2 separate regions of the Mus musculus genome follow, and region 2 is linked to region 1. The links are chromatin contacts, called in public promoter capture Hi-C maps. All regions are on one chromosome and are shown on one strand. The core of a region is the stretch at or near the end of the contact, and the rest is flanking DNA. Distances in the headings are between cores, read along the strand shown.

Region 1 (7,114 bases), core at 2,972-5,471:
GAAGGCAATTGAACCCATGAAGTATGCTATGCAAATGGAAGTAATGAAAATGCCAAGTCCTTATGTTAGCACAATCTACTTTAAACAGATTGTGGAGTTAGGACCTGAGCAAGAACATGAGCTATGCAGGAGCAGAGGCAGAGGGTTCCACAGCAGAGAGCACAGCTTCACATGGGAAGGCTGGGCGGGGCCTGTCTCTTCCTTTGCATGAGTTTATGGCCGATTTTAACAACAAGATCTTTTTTCCTTTTTTCTTAGAGACCCAACATTTCTTACTTGGGTTTGTTGAGTTAGGAGTACATAGTAATTGTATGTGTGGGCAGGGGTGGGTTGCTCCCTCTGCCCCTCTTACTTTTTCAATTGCTACCAGTGCCTTTGCAAAAGTAAAAAATAACATGCATCTTAACAATGAACGTGCTCTCTTCTTTCCCTTCCATCCTTTGCCCCCATGGACCATGGATCCTCTGTGCATGTTTGTATAATTTAAATCTCTCATTTAACTACATAGAGCATGCCTCCTTCCTTTCCTCGGTCTCCCACCTCTAGCTGTATTCCCTTCTATCTTATTTAAATGAATGAATGCCAATATTTTTCATTGAAGGATAAGGCTAGCAAAGCGCATCTTCATATTTTACCTGTTTCCATATCTGAGTTGATCTGTGTTAAGGTAAGATGTGCTATTCATGATTTGTCTACAGATTATCCCGGTGTTAGCCATCTCCTCTGAACTCTTACCTTTTCTTATTTTGGATGAATTTCATTGGACTCATCAGGTTTCAAAATTTCCTCATGAGACAGGTTGACTTGGTGTAGTCAGTAATAGTAATCCAATCCAACCCAGCATTTTTCAGTGGAGTAGCAGCAGAAGGTGAGGCACTATTCCACTGCCCAACTTTTCAGCTGGATTTCTAAAATTCATCAAAATTATTATTCAGGAAGCAGCTTTACTCTACATTTCCTTAGCCTCTGGTAAATACTCAAAAAAAATCTCTAGCTGTGTTTCAGTCCTGTGATGAATTATATTTCCCATATGCCGAGGTCATAGTCGGATGTGTCCCACCATTTTCCATTACTTTTTTCCTGCATAGCACAGGAGAGGCTACTAAACTAAAGAAGAAACTAAAGAAGAAACATGACAGCACCTAGGAAAGGGTGGAGCCCTCTAAAGAGCTGTGAACATTGGGAAGAGTTCTACCCTGGTATGCATAAAACCTTAGCACTCCATGAACCAGGAATGGGAATGGATGCCTTTCATTTCAGTGCCCAGGAGGTAGAGTCAGAAAGACAAAAAAATAAGTCAGGGTAAACCTCTGTGATATAGTGACTGCGAGGCCAACCTTGAATAGATAAGATCTTATAAAATATATACAAAAATATGAGAAAATGAAAAGAGGATTATATTAGAACATGAGGTACTTTTCAAATAAATAGTTCAATGCTGTGGAGTTCCCAAAATATCAGAACTTCTTGATATTACTGATGAGCTTGAATAGAGCTGGCAAACTCCCAATAATAGCCTTCCTTATGGTCATTGGCATTCATCTCTGGCTCCCTCTGAAATGCTATATATCATATTCACAGATAAACAGGGCATGCTCCTTGGACCGTGTAAACCAGAAGGCACCTGTCTCTGGAGATCGCATACCTGCCTTTTTGTTGTTGTTGTTCAGTTGTATAACCACCCTTTAGCAGACTAATGCTTTAGTAAGCAGAGGCAAGGACATTTGTTATGTGGATCCCCTGAAGCTGTGCAGTCCATGCCCTGTCCTTCCCTAGCCATTTCTCTTTTCTCCCATTCCTGCTGCCCACGAAATTCACAAATCTGGAAACTCGTTGTGCCCTGAGTGCTAACAGTAAAAGCACAAATATGTAGTTGAGAGCTCCCACTCAGACCTGACCACAGAGAGTAGAGCAAACAGTCCTAGAGAGGGAGGCTGAAAGCCTTAGTTCTTGTTCTAGTTTAAACCTGAGAGTCATTGTAGGTAGGTCACTCCTCTCTGAAAGAACACTAGGGCGAAAAAGCAAGACCAGTGTTACCTTGCACCCAGGACAACTGTGAAGAGAGGGAGGGATGTGAGTGTTAATCTATTTCCCACTATTACACAGACAAAGGATCAGCCAGAGAGCAAATGACAGGAAGAGGCTTAGTGGCAGCCAGCGAAGAAGAGATCCATTCTGTTTGGGGACAATGTTTTGAGTGCCAGATTTAAAAACAAAACAAAACAAAACAACAAACAAAAACAAAAAAACAAAACAAAACCAAAACCAAAAACAAAAAACAGAGAAAGAGAGAGACCTCTGAGAAGTTTATTTAGAAAATAACATGTTCAGTTTGACCGCTGAGCTTAGTCAATGTTCTCCTCTGCTTGCACTGAACACATAACTTCCTTTAAACAAACTAACAATAATTTTTCAAAGAGAGTTGAAAAAGAAAACAAACAAACAAAAAACCAAAAACAAAACATTACCACACAGTTTTCAGCTATGTGTTAGCTGTCTCTTCCAGGATTCATGGATGAATGACATAAAATAATTATAAGCAAAACACTCAGGACAATATAGAAAGAATTTCCATAGGAAGTACAGAAAAAAATGTTAAACTTTCTCATGAAAAATATCAAAGCTAAAATGATCAGTAGTGTATCTTTTGTTACATTCCACTAATATTTCACATGCTAATAAGACATTTTTAAATTTGATTTGTCCTGAAACTTCCAAGTGTTATCGTAGGGGACTAGGGTGGAAACACTTTGAATTCTACTGGGAAACATTTTCCTGGAGTTATTTGCTTCTCATAACAAGCCAATATCATCATTTATAATCATAACCCCGAAGGCATCATGGCTGCCTAAATATATAAACAAAATGAAGTGTACAATTTGCAAGATCTTAAGTTGAAGACATTAAAAAGCCAGAATGATTTAGGGGCAGAAAGACAGTAAACATAAAAAAGCAATGCCATCTAGACATGTTTATTAAATGCCTATTTGTGGTTCTGTTTGGTATTCTAAAGGACAAGACAAATGTAATTGCAGAACCATAGAGCTATAAAGTTGAAAGGAATTAAAGCTGCATCTTATCTAGCTTGCATCGTGTTACTTACTGATGGACAAGCTGTGGCTAAGGGAGGACCAGCTCACTAGGCACAACTAGCAGGTCAGGTCTCAAATCTTGGCCCCCAAGACATACCGCAACGTTCTCTGTACTTCCCCTAGACACTTTTCTATATCAATTTCTTTAAACACACCACGTAATATTTCCTAATACAGGAAGTGAGGAGGAGATGGTGCAGTCAGTTATGTGACTCAGATCATAAGTTCAATCACCAGAAGCCACATTAAAAGTTCCAGGTGCTGTGATACATGCTGGCCAGGTAACCTGACCTATGTGACTACTTCCAGGCCACACAGAGGGTCTATCTCAAAATCAAGGTGCATGGCATCAAAGAAATAACAACTGAGATTGTCTTCTGCCATGTCTGCCATGTACACACATATGCACATGTGCATAGCACCTGTGCACATATGTGAACCCTCTTGGCACATACAGAGAGAGAGGAGGAGAGGGAGAGGGATTTGGAGAAGGTGTTAGAGAGGAAAGAAGAAGAAGAGAGGATGAGAAGAGAGGGAAAGAATGAAGAGGGAAGGAAAGAAGAGAGAGTGGGTAAGCCAGGGAGGGAGAGAGTTTTCTGTTCAGAATATCTCTCTGGTGTTAATTGCTTGATTAAAGCCAACAGTCCAGTTCTTTCACTTTCTAAGAGGGAATGGTGTATTAGTGTGTTAGCAAAGAACTGTTCAGACAGTGCATAATTCAAAGCTGGCTAAAATTCCTTGCAGTCCCTTCATGGCAATGTGGATTTTCCTGGAATTGGGGGCCAGGCAATGGTTAGGAAAGAATCCCCCAGAATAAATCAAGTCATGAGACTTAGGAGGCAAACAATGAGGTCACATGCAGTCAGCCCCAGGAGGCAGGGAAGGGACTGTTTCTTGTGGTTCAGTCCTGAGTGTTGTATTTATTTTTCAAAAATCACTTTATAGTGACATCAACTATAGCCTGCTCCACATTCCACCACTGTTTTCTGCATAATAGCCCATTATGAAGGCATTGCTGAAGGCAGAAATTAACCTTTTAGAGAAATTTCGTTCCATTAAGACTAGGTGCATGAATCCAGACTGATTTTCTTTCTGATGGGAAGATGTCTTAGCCAGCATTTAAAGGCCTGTGTAGGAGGGCCTTCCCAGTGGAGACAGAATTGTTAGTCAGCTACGGTCTCCATGGTGATTTTTTTAAAGGCTAAGTTTGAATCAGACTTCTAAATATTGAAGTATAATTTGTGAATGCACAATTGAATGAATAATAATAGAATTACCAATGATATAGCATTACCTTTAATTCTGCCATTTGAGATTTTGACAGGAACTAGTCTGCAAATGACCTTCAAGCTGGCCTTGAAATGTGGCCTTAACAGTGTTCCCTCCTTGGTTATCGTGTGTGATTTCTCTCTGTCACTTTTGGTGTGTCTGCTTTATTTTCATAGATCTTTGCCCCCTTTTCCTGAATCCTTTCTCAAGCCATCTCCCTAGTGTCTCATGAAAGTCCTAAAGAAATGGGAGTCAGGTATGGGCGCACGTCTTTAATCTTAGCACTCGGGAGGCAGAGGCAGGTAGATTTCTGAGTTAGAGGCCAGCCTGGTCTACAAAGTGAGTTCCAGGTCAACCAGGAATATACAGAGAAACCCTGCCTCAAAAAAAAAAAAAAAAAAAAGGAAAAAAAACGAAAAAGAAAGAAAGGAATGGGCTCGACTTCCTTGGACACTGATGATCGGGTTTGCAGATAGAACTCAGGCTTCATAGTTTGAAAAAAACTGCCATCTTACCTAAGTTCTTGGACATTCTTTTTTTCTTTTCATTTCACTATTCAACAAATGAGATGTCTTCCCCTGCGTCTCTCATTATATAGTTTGACTAGGAATGTCACTTAGGAGAACAAAGTGAAGACACCACCAGGCATCACTTCATGTTCTGGATTTATAACAGAGTCCTAAGATAGCCTGGAGGACTTTGACCCTTCTTGCACTTTGTGCTTAAAATTCATAATTGCAATAAGCAGCTAGATGCAGATCCACCCTTGGGGCCGGGAAAAGGTACCTCCCTTCTCTGAGGAAAGCTATTTGGCAGGCTGAGAGTGTCCAGAGCCTGGTCTGTCACAGGACATACTTGGATTTCAGCTTCTCCAGTCCTTATGCTCCAGCTCAAAGTATTTAAAACCCTGTTAGCAGGAGAAGGTGGCACGGCTCCCACGATGTACAGGGATCACCCAACTGATAGACCAAAGGAGCAGCCTAGGAGGAACATGAAAGAGCTTGGGCTTTTGTTTCTTTCTTTCTATTGTCATGTTTTGTTTTATCATTTCTTTTCTGTTTGCTTGCCATTTTGACTGTTTGATTTTTTTTTTCTTTTTTTAGAATGGTTCCAATATGGCTGTAAACTTGTTAAGTAGTGCAGTCCTTGAGCTGTTGAGGTCCTCTCTCCACCTTCTAAACGCTGAAGTACCACTACTTCTTTTGTGGTCTTGGGGATGACAGTCAAGGATGCCTGCATGCTAGGCATGTGCTCTGCTAACTGACCTGAACCTTCAGGTTTAAAGTTTTGGATTAAATAGAAATTTCATTTCACTTATCATGTTTTGTTTATTTTCTGCTTTATTTCTTGAAACAAAGTTTCATATATCCTAGACTGGACTTCAACTCATCATTTAATTGAAGTTCTGACTTTGAACTGACCCTCCACCCTCAGTGAGTGTAATGAGTGTGAGGTATTACATTCATATAATATATATACATATATATTCATATAGTATATATATATATAGTGTGTGTTAATTACATATATAGGATATGTATATGTGATGAGGAGTGAGGATTCAAATAGTTTCATAAATCAGTCTGTACTCCTTGGAGTCAGTTAACAAAGAAGATTACAACAGCACCTATATTAAAGTATCCAATCTGGGACAAGCAGTATAATGCTGTCAATAATTCTTATTATATGCTATGTCCTGAATAGAGGTGGGGAAATGAGGAAGATTTGTATCTCCATGGACAGCCAAAATAAGTTACACATATATTAACAAGTCCTTTTCTGAAAGCTCTTTTTGGACAAATAGTGACTAGAAGAATAGAGGGCACATCAGCCATTCTGGACAGTTCTCTTGAATAAATCACCTCAAATTTCCCATGCTTGCATGGGACCTTGTTGATTGGGCAACACAGGATTTAAGTTATAAAATGACAGGTATAGCGTAAATAGCCACCAGAGCTTAGCCAACGTCGGATCACCCTATTTTATAATTTTCAGGCAGAACAAGATTTCTTTTTGTCATAGGTGTGCAAATGAGTTCAACTGGTTCCTCTCAAAACTCCTCTCCCTGCCTACTTTTCAAACTTACAGTCTGTCCTTCCAGGAGCCCTTCCTTGTGTCTTCCATGACTCCAGGGATCTTCTAGGAGGTAGTTCTAAAATGCAGATACCATCACCAGAGGAGAGTTGATTGTACACGTGACATTAAAATTAATCATGCACTTGAATCCATTAGCTGAGCTGTAAGGCTGAGAGAAAGAGAGATGGCTGAGGAAAGGCCAGAAGGCTAAGAAGGAGTTCTAAGCCTGAAAGTAAGCTAGCTGTGTGGGAGAAATTTCCACTTTGCCTGCGCAGTGTTGATAGCTCCCCAGGGGCACACTGCCATGCACCACTGCACTTTTGTTTTGTTAAATATGCCTTCCCTCTTCCCTTAAAGACTGGAAGCAGCAACCCATTCAGCAGGTCAGCACAGAGCTCTTTGGCTAGAACCCAAGTCTCTATTTCCCTTGCTCTGTCTGTAGCTCCTTAAACAGAGAGTTTACAGAAACATAGAAACCCCTGTGTTCGTGTTTAGCTGGTGTCAAGTCTGACGTGAAATGAAATCATGTTCTTGTCACACTGTGGGATTGCAAAGAGAGCCACAGGGTGGCAAGAAAGCAGAGGTGTAGAGGCATTGGTTTTGTGTGGGTTTCAAAAGGGCAGTCACGATTAGAAATGTGACTGCAATGTGGCATTTCAGTGTTCCAAATATACTTT
Region 2 (7,103 bases), core at 4,568-7,067, 1.4 Mb after region 1:
CTTTGGTCAACAGAGCTTTCTGGCAGAAAGTCCTCCACATTTCCCTTTAGGGAAACAGGTCAATAGGGTATCCAGCTAATGAGAGGGTCAGCCCAAGAACAATGGAGCCACGGGAAGCAGACCAACAGGGGAGGTACACTGGAAAATAGCGACCAGCTCTCCCAACACCTCTCATCCTTTCTGTTGGAAACTCCATGGTAACTCAATCCCCCAAGACCACAGTTCTGCTCTTGTTTTGTTTGATGAATCTGTAAAATGGGAATAATCAGCCCTGCTTATTCGACTCAAATAGTTCTTGCAAAAAAAACAGCTGAGCAACTGCAAACTGGGACTAGTGATACAAATGCCTGGTGGACAACTCCAGGGAGATGTGTCCACTGCAGAAGGCATCATTTGAATGACGGCCTGGCTCCTGGCGGGGGTTGGGGGGAGGACTAGCATTGAAACCTATGATAGAGAAAGGAACCACTCCTGGGCCCACTCAGCCCGGTCCCATCTTATATCCCATCTACCCATGCTGGCTCACAAATGCCTTCAGCCAAGAACTGAGTAAAAGGGAGAAGAGATTCAAAAGTCACCTCTCCTGTCCCGTCCCCTCCAAATGCAATGTGCATCACTTGCAACAGGGGTACCATGTTGTTCTGCTTATGCATGATTTAGCAATAAAAACATATATCTCACAAACCCAAACACTCATATTTATTAAATTATCATATGCTGGGATATCTCTAATCCATACATTAAATATTAAATCTCTCCTGTTGTAGGCGACAGAATAATTTGCGATAGATGTTCTAATATTTTCCCATACGCAGTGGGAGCTGCCTCCCTCCAGTAAACAGATGACATCTTAGCAAGGACATCTCTTCTAGGCCTGAGCCCAGGGCTGGGAATCAGGGTCATAGAGTCAGTTGCCCAACCTCTAAGGAAAGGCTAAGGACCCTAAAAACAATCTAGAGATCCACACATTTGGTCCAGGCAGTTAATGGGAAAAAAAAATTGTATCCTGTGTCACAAATTCAGCCAAGTTCTGGTTGACCTGACATTTCTAGACATGGGGAAGGAAAGAATGACAGTGGCTCACATCCAGGGTGGACTCACCTGTGCCCTCCTCTTAGTGGTATCACAAGGCCGTTCTAATTCCACAAGAGAGACCCTTAAAAGAGGCTAACCTTCCTGGGGGATGTTTTCTGGTGCTGAGAGGGCAGACATCCATGTTGGAAGGGACACTCTGACCCATGGCCTGGATTCACAGTTAGATTTACAGGTTCGAAGTGGCTGCAGCCCTCCAGAATATCTCAAGGCAGATGGGGGAAATCCAGGTTATAACTCACTGTATCCTGTTTTCTTATTCCTAGACCCCCAAAGGCACAACAGCCCTGTAAGAGCCTCCCAATGGAGAACCTGAGATGGAGACCCCTGGTCACAGAGAAAATGTCACAACACTGGTAAGGGCCATACACAGAAAGGGCCATGGATAATCACATACCATGTACCCAAGATTCATCTGGAGTTGGGGCCAGCATCCTTTCCAGATGGGAAGGGTCAGCTGGCACGGTTAGGCAGGGCAACAATTAGGGCTTCAAGACGGGACACAGAGAGCAATTGGAACATTACAGGACCCTAAGGAATCTCCCAGACTCAGATCAACCCTCCTGGGCCCACCATACAAGAACTCTCAAAGCTATAGTCAGGGTTCTACTGGATTTGCCCAAACTATCATGTTCTCAGTTCCCAGGTAGTCTCAGAGCTAATGTCCTTGGCCCCCAAAGGGAACCTGCTGGGCATACTGAAGCTGAGGATTCTGGGTCATGGGAGATGCTGACACCCAACAACAACCTGGCCTCAGTATAAAATCCTGCCACCAAAGAAGTCCACCGCCCCAGCTTTCAGCCTGGAAATAACTCTACCCAGGGCCTATTACCTCTTGCTTTCAAGTAGAACCTCCAAGGCCTGTTTCTGCTCTGCCTACCTCTCCTAGGCTTAACCCCAATCCTGGGGCTCTTAATACTTTGCTGTGGGGCCTTTACAGCCCTGATTCATATGTTAGCTAGGACTCTAGTTCTCACTGACCTTTGCCAAGGCTGGGTCACCCACCCATTCCTTAAAACCGAAAAGCCTAGAGAGCAGAGCCCCCAGGTGACCCCTTCAGTCTGCAAAGTGTCTCCAGGGGAAGGGGAAATACAGGAAACTAAAAGCCCACCAAACACCTGGAACCCTGTGGCAATTCAGGCTGGTATACAAATGGCGGCTCGGTGCCCCAGTCCAGAGTACATGGTCTTTGCGAGCCCAGGCTAGCGACCTCAAGAACATCTGACCCAGCGATGCCACAGTCTCTACCTCCATCTTCTTTCCACCATTCAAAGGACACGCCATCCCAAGCCAACACAACCCTGTAGGCCCGGCCTAAGGAGGCAGCCTAGACAACACACCATCTTGGCCACCACCCTCCTGCCTTTGTGACGTCAGAGTCTAGTTGGGTGTGGCTGCCTATGGACCCTTCTGGAAGAGTTTATGGTGTATTAAGAGCTACAGTAGCAAAAAAAAAAGAAAAAAGAAAAAGAAAGGGCTGCCCTTTTGAACAGAAAGGGAACAAACAGAAGGCAGGAAGGACCCTTTGGCGCAGCTATGGACTCTTTGGAGTACTATGATGAGATGGAGACGAGGTCTACCCCTCTGCCCTGATGCTTGCTGCTGATTTCCTCCTTATATTAACAAGGTCTCTTCTACCCAAAGCTCTGGATGGGCACAGCCACCACTCAGAATGATACCACAAGAGTTGGGGCCACAAGGAAACAAAACCTTGTCTGTCTAAAAACTCAGCACAAAGAGTTCACTCTCGGAGGATGGATACTTGAGAAGAACCTGAGGAGACGCCGTCTCTCCATGCCTAGAATTTGTCCAGCCGCACGCCATCACCCAGAGCTCCAGGCTGACAGGCGATGCCCCCTCCTGACCCTGGATCTCTAGACACACGAGTCTGAAGGACACTTTCCCAGGCCCCCCTAGGGTTGGATCCTCTCCTGCCCTGTGCTTCTCTTTCTTTAAGCCCCACCTCTACCAGCAGGCCTTGGGTTGGGGACCTGGGATATATGTTGTATAGCCCATTATTCAGTGCTAAGATCCGATGGAAGGCGGGCTTGGGAAAGGCTACCTTTTCCCTTAATCTTCCATGTCTTAAAGAGTAAGAGAGCAACAAGGGCATGTTCTTCCCTGGATGAACATGAATCCTCTCCCTCCTCGGGACTCCTTGCCTCTGGAGTGGGAGTCTGAGCCCCTTCTTGAGTTTAGTCAATACCAGACGCAGGCATAACAGGACACTGGGGGGAAGATGGGGTGAGGGAGGGTCATCTAACCCCTGACCTCTGACCTTCCCTACCACTTTCTCTTTGATGTCAGATGGGTTTAGGAGAGAGTCCTGATGGCTGCTGAGTCCAGTTCCCACTGAGCGGCTCCCAGTCTCCCTGCTCAGATCGCCACAGGCACTCTCCTGGGATCCTCTAATGCCAGGAGAGGAGCAAGAGGCCAACTGTGTCCCCTCCTCCCACCAATGTCTCCGGGGAACAACTAATCCTACTCCCCCCCCCCCATAGAACCGCTTCCCCAAACCTCATTTTGAGAGGTGTGACACCTCTTCGTGACCATAAAGAGCCTATCTGATTGTGACCAATCCTGCCTCCCTGAGGGTTCCCAGGGACATACACATCCTTAGAGCAGAGAACAAGGCAGACACAGCTCACTGGCTCCCAAACTCTCCAGCCCTTGGCACATCCAATCACCTGAAAATCTCCATGCCCAACTCCAGAGCACAGGCCACTAAGCTCTTTGCAGCCATCCCTACAATCCAGGGGCCAAGCTTCCCTGAAACATATTCCTCCAGACCTTGCTCCTGGACAGACACTGGCCTCCAAGTGGGTAGAGGCTTCTCCTTTGCTCTCTTCTCCCCTCCCCTTACCCCTTTGCTGTCTATCTGGACATCCTTGACCATCCTGGAGGTAGTAAGGAATGAAAGGCAGAGCTAAGATATGGGTCAGGATTGTCTCCAGGAGTCGGGGACATCTTCTGGGGCTGTTCATCTCCCTCAAAGTGTAAGCTGCAAGAACACAAGCTGGTCTCTCTTATACCAAGAGAACTGGTGGGCTTTGGAGAGAGCCTGACTCCAATTCCTTCAGGCTTTGTAGTCCTGAGGCAATGGTTGGAGCAAAGAGGGGAGGGGGTGGACACTGAGAGGGCAGTAGCCACAGCACACTGGGTCCCTTCTTGCTCTAGTCCGTCCCCAAGGCAAAGAGCTACCCTAAACGTCTCCCTCAGAGCCTGGCCACCGTCCTAGTCAGTCCTGGGGCTCCCAAGGGATGAGAGCACGGGGCAAAAACCAATGAGCTGCCCTCCGAGCATCCAAGAGCTATCCACACCCTTCTCCTTCCTGGGGCAGAGAGGTCAGAGGGGTGGTGGTCACCTGGCTGAAGAATGAAGAATGAAAGAAAGGCTATGCAGGCTCCTGGCCCTGACTCTTCCTTTCACTCCTTCACAGGCCTCTGGCCCCATCCCTACCAAAGAAACACAACAAGAAAAGAGCAGGCCACTACACAGGGTCCCACTCAGCCGGGGCAAACCAGCCAAACGCCACGCAGAGTTCAATTTTTGAGAGAAAGGGGGTGGGGGGAAGGAACCGCAGAATTGTGAAAGAAATTTCCTTCCCAAAACCCAGGTCGTCCTCTCTCTCCTGCCTCCAGCAACCTGACTCAGAATTACCCTGGGCAGTTATGGAAGCCCAAGCCAGGAAAGGGTCTGTAGGCGCCCAGATGCAGATGAGGGTGGGAAAGGGGGGGATGTCTCGGAAATGCCCAAAATGGGGTTGGAGAAGGCGGCGGGAGGTGGGGGGGAGGAAAAGCAAAGAGGTAGGCGTCCATGACGGCCAGAACACGTCCGAAGTCTCCTCGGGAGAAGCCAGCTTCCAACTTGTTTACTTATTGGCATGTTTTGCTCTCTCCAAAGGGAAACAGTTTTTTTTTTAAAAAATCCCGATTGGTTCTCAAGCAGTCCCTATCTGTCACCTTCCCTCCAAGGCTAGGCTAAGCTTTGCCTCTGCCGCCGCTATCTGCCACCGCCTGTCAGGGAAACGAGACGCCTCTACTTTATTCCACTTGAGCGTGGCCAAACTGTTGCTATTTAGTGGGGGGCATAGAACCCAATTCGCACCCTCGAAACGAGCAGGCAGAGGGTGGGGGCGGGGACAGGAGCTGGGCCCGGGTGCACTCCGCCCGGAAGGGTCCTCTCCAGGGAGAGGTACCCACCAGCATCATCAAATCACGCCTGGCTAGGGCTGGAGTCACCTGAAACACGCAGCCCTACAGCATCTCCCGAGCCAGGGCGAGCCTGATGCGCACCCGGCGGGCTGCGAACAGAGGCGAGCTGGGGAGCGCAGGGCCAGTTCCCGGGCCGCGGGCGGGCAAGACGGAGACGCGAAGCTGGGGCGGGGGTGGGGGGCGGGCTGGGTAGCGGCCGCCTGACTTACATGGAAGTGATATTCCTTGAGATGTCCGTAATGTTGATGCTGGCGTTCCCATTGCTGTTCCCTGAATCCTGCCCTTCCAGGAGAGGGAAGAGGTTCCCATCGTCCGGCCGCCGGCAATTGATCTCAGTCTTGCTGCAGACACAATTTGCAGGGCAAGCCAGCACGGAGCCCACATAGTCCAGCCAGACGCTTCCCAGCAAGAAAATCCGCCAGAAACTACACTTGGCTGGGCAAAGAGAGACATCCATCTCCGATCGCTGCTTCTAAAAAAGAGGAGGAGGAGGAGAGGAGAGGGGGGTGGGGTGGGGGGAGTGGGGAGAGCAGGGGGGGAAGGAAACAAAGACAGCGAGGGAGGGGGGAAGGGGGAGGGGGGCCTCTGCCTTTGAAACGCCGAACGATCAGATGCAAAATCCTTCAGCGTCGGAAACCATCGCGGCCGCCGCCGCCACCGGGTGGGAGCCGCGGGGAGCGCCTAGTGGCGCGGTCTGCCGGGCATGGTGGCCGGCTCGGCGCTCGCCGGCTTGCGGGGTCCAGAAGCTCTGGAAACGAGGCGCGCTCTCCGACTCCGAGACTTTGCAGGGTTGTAACAACAGACGGTGGGAAGGCAAAAATAATAATAAAAAAAGAAAAAAAGATGGTGCTAAAGTCACCAAGTCCCACCTCCTAGGCAGAATTAAAACGGACACACCTGCAAAACACACTCGCACACACTCACATACACACGCGCGGAGCTGGAGGAAGGAGGAGAAGGAAGATGCAGTCAGAGCTGCAGCAGTCGCGGCGAATGGCTCGCTACGCGCCTGCAGAAATGTACAAGTGCTCCGAGCCTTACGAAACGCACGGGTTATCGGAGCGTCTTCCTCGGTTCCCTCCCTCCCTCCTCCCCTCCCTCCTCGCGGCCTCCTCCCCCCCCCCCGCCCCCCGCCCGGGCTGGGAGAGGCAGGAGAGCGGAATCTCCCCCTCCCTCCCCTCCCCACACCCCTCTCTCTCCCCGCCCGTCCTCTCCCTCCTGCTTCCCCACCCACCCACCCACTCGCCGGCTCTCGGCTCTCGCCGGTACCGCCACCCGCAGCCGCGCCGCTGCCCGCCCGCTCCACGCCCGCGCCCGCTCGCTGCAGCCGAGGGGAAAACGAGACGGAAAGGAAAAGTTGCAGTTGGGATTCCGAGGGTCGGCGTTGGGGAGGGAGAGTTGGCAAGCTGACTGAGCAACACGAAAGGCGTTCTCCCTTCCACTTTTTGGCCCTCGTGCTGCCCGGTTTTGCTGCAATCTCCTCCGCAGGAGGAAGCGAAATGAGCGTGGCCCAGGTGACCCGGGATGCTCCCCAGCCTGAGTGAGGGTCTCGGGCTCACGGACAGTGACGGGAATCAGGAGCGCACAGGAACCCGAGCGAGGCAGCCAGGGACGCCGGCCGCAGACGTGCAGACCTAGATCTGAATGACACTCATTTGGGTAATCAAGAGTCCCGGGAGCTGGGCTCAGCTTGGGAGGGGACTGCGTGGCATGGCACACTGAGTGCCCCTGAGCCTATTGCTCCTTCTTGGCGGTGCGTTATGGGTTCCGCCTTGGACAAACAGGGACCAGAGAAGG

The links. Promoter capture Hi-C pulls out the DNA fragments that hold promoters and counts their contacts.
Region 2: a contact with region 1 is called in a promoter capture Hi-C map of hippocampal neurons, with 8 times the contacts expected there. The contact joins the promoter of Ntrk3 here to the enhancer-like site in region 1. A contact is called at or near these places in 4 of 39 promoter capture datasets (cranial neural crest, hippocampal neurons, liver and 1 more) and 3 of 115 datasets of contacts at active chromatin or transcription factors (VIP interneurons, embryonic forebrain and embryonic hindbrain).

The regions. Positions count from the first base shown.
Region 1 is chr7:77,145,815-77,152,928 of GRCm38.p6, forward strand. No RefSeq gene overlaps it. Among named protein-coding and RNA genes, the nearest start is that of Gm30774, 780 kb to the left of the region's middle. Within about 2 kb of position 4,222, at least 15 of the 459 cell types and tissues checked have an H3K27ac peak or open chromatin away from gene starts, as enhancers often do. A contact at or near this core is called in hippocampal neurons, where this site is marked.
Region 2 is chr7:78,572,021-78,579,123 of GRCm38.p6, forward strand. Ntrk3 (neurotrophic tyrosine kinase, receptor, type 3) reads right to left here and starts at 5,818. Exons shown (of 17, transcript NM_008746.5): 1 at 5,516-5,818. The coding sequence starts at 5,763. Gm39038 (a long non-coding RNA gene) reads right to left here and starts at 2,301. Exons shown (of 2, transcript XR_882235.3): 1 at 2,211-2,301.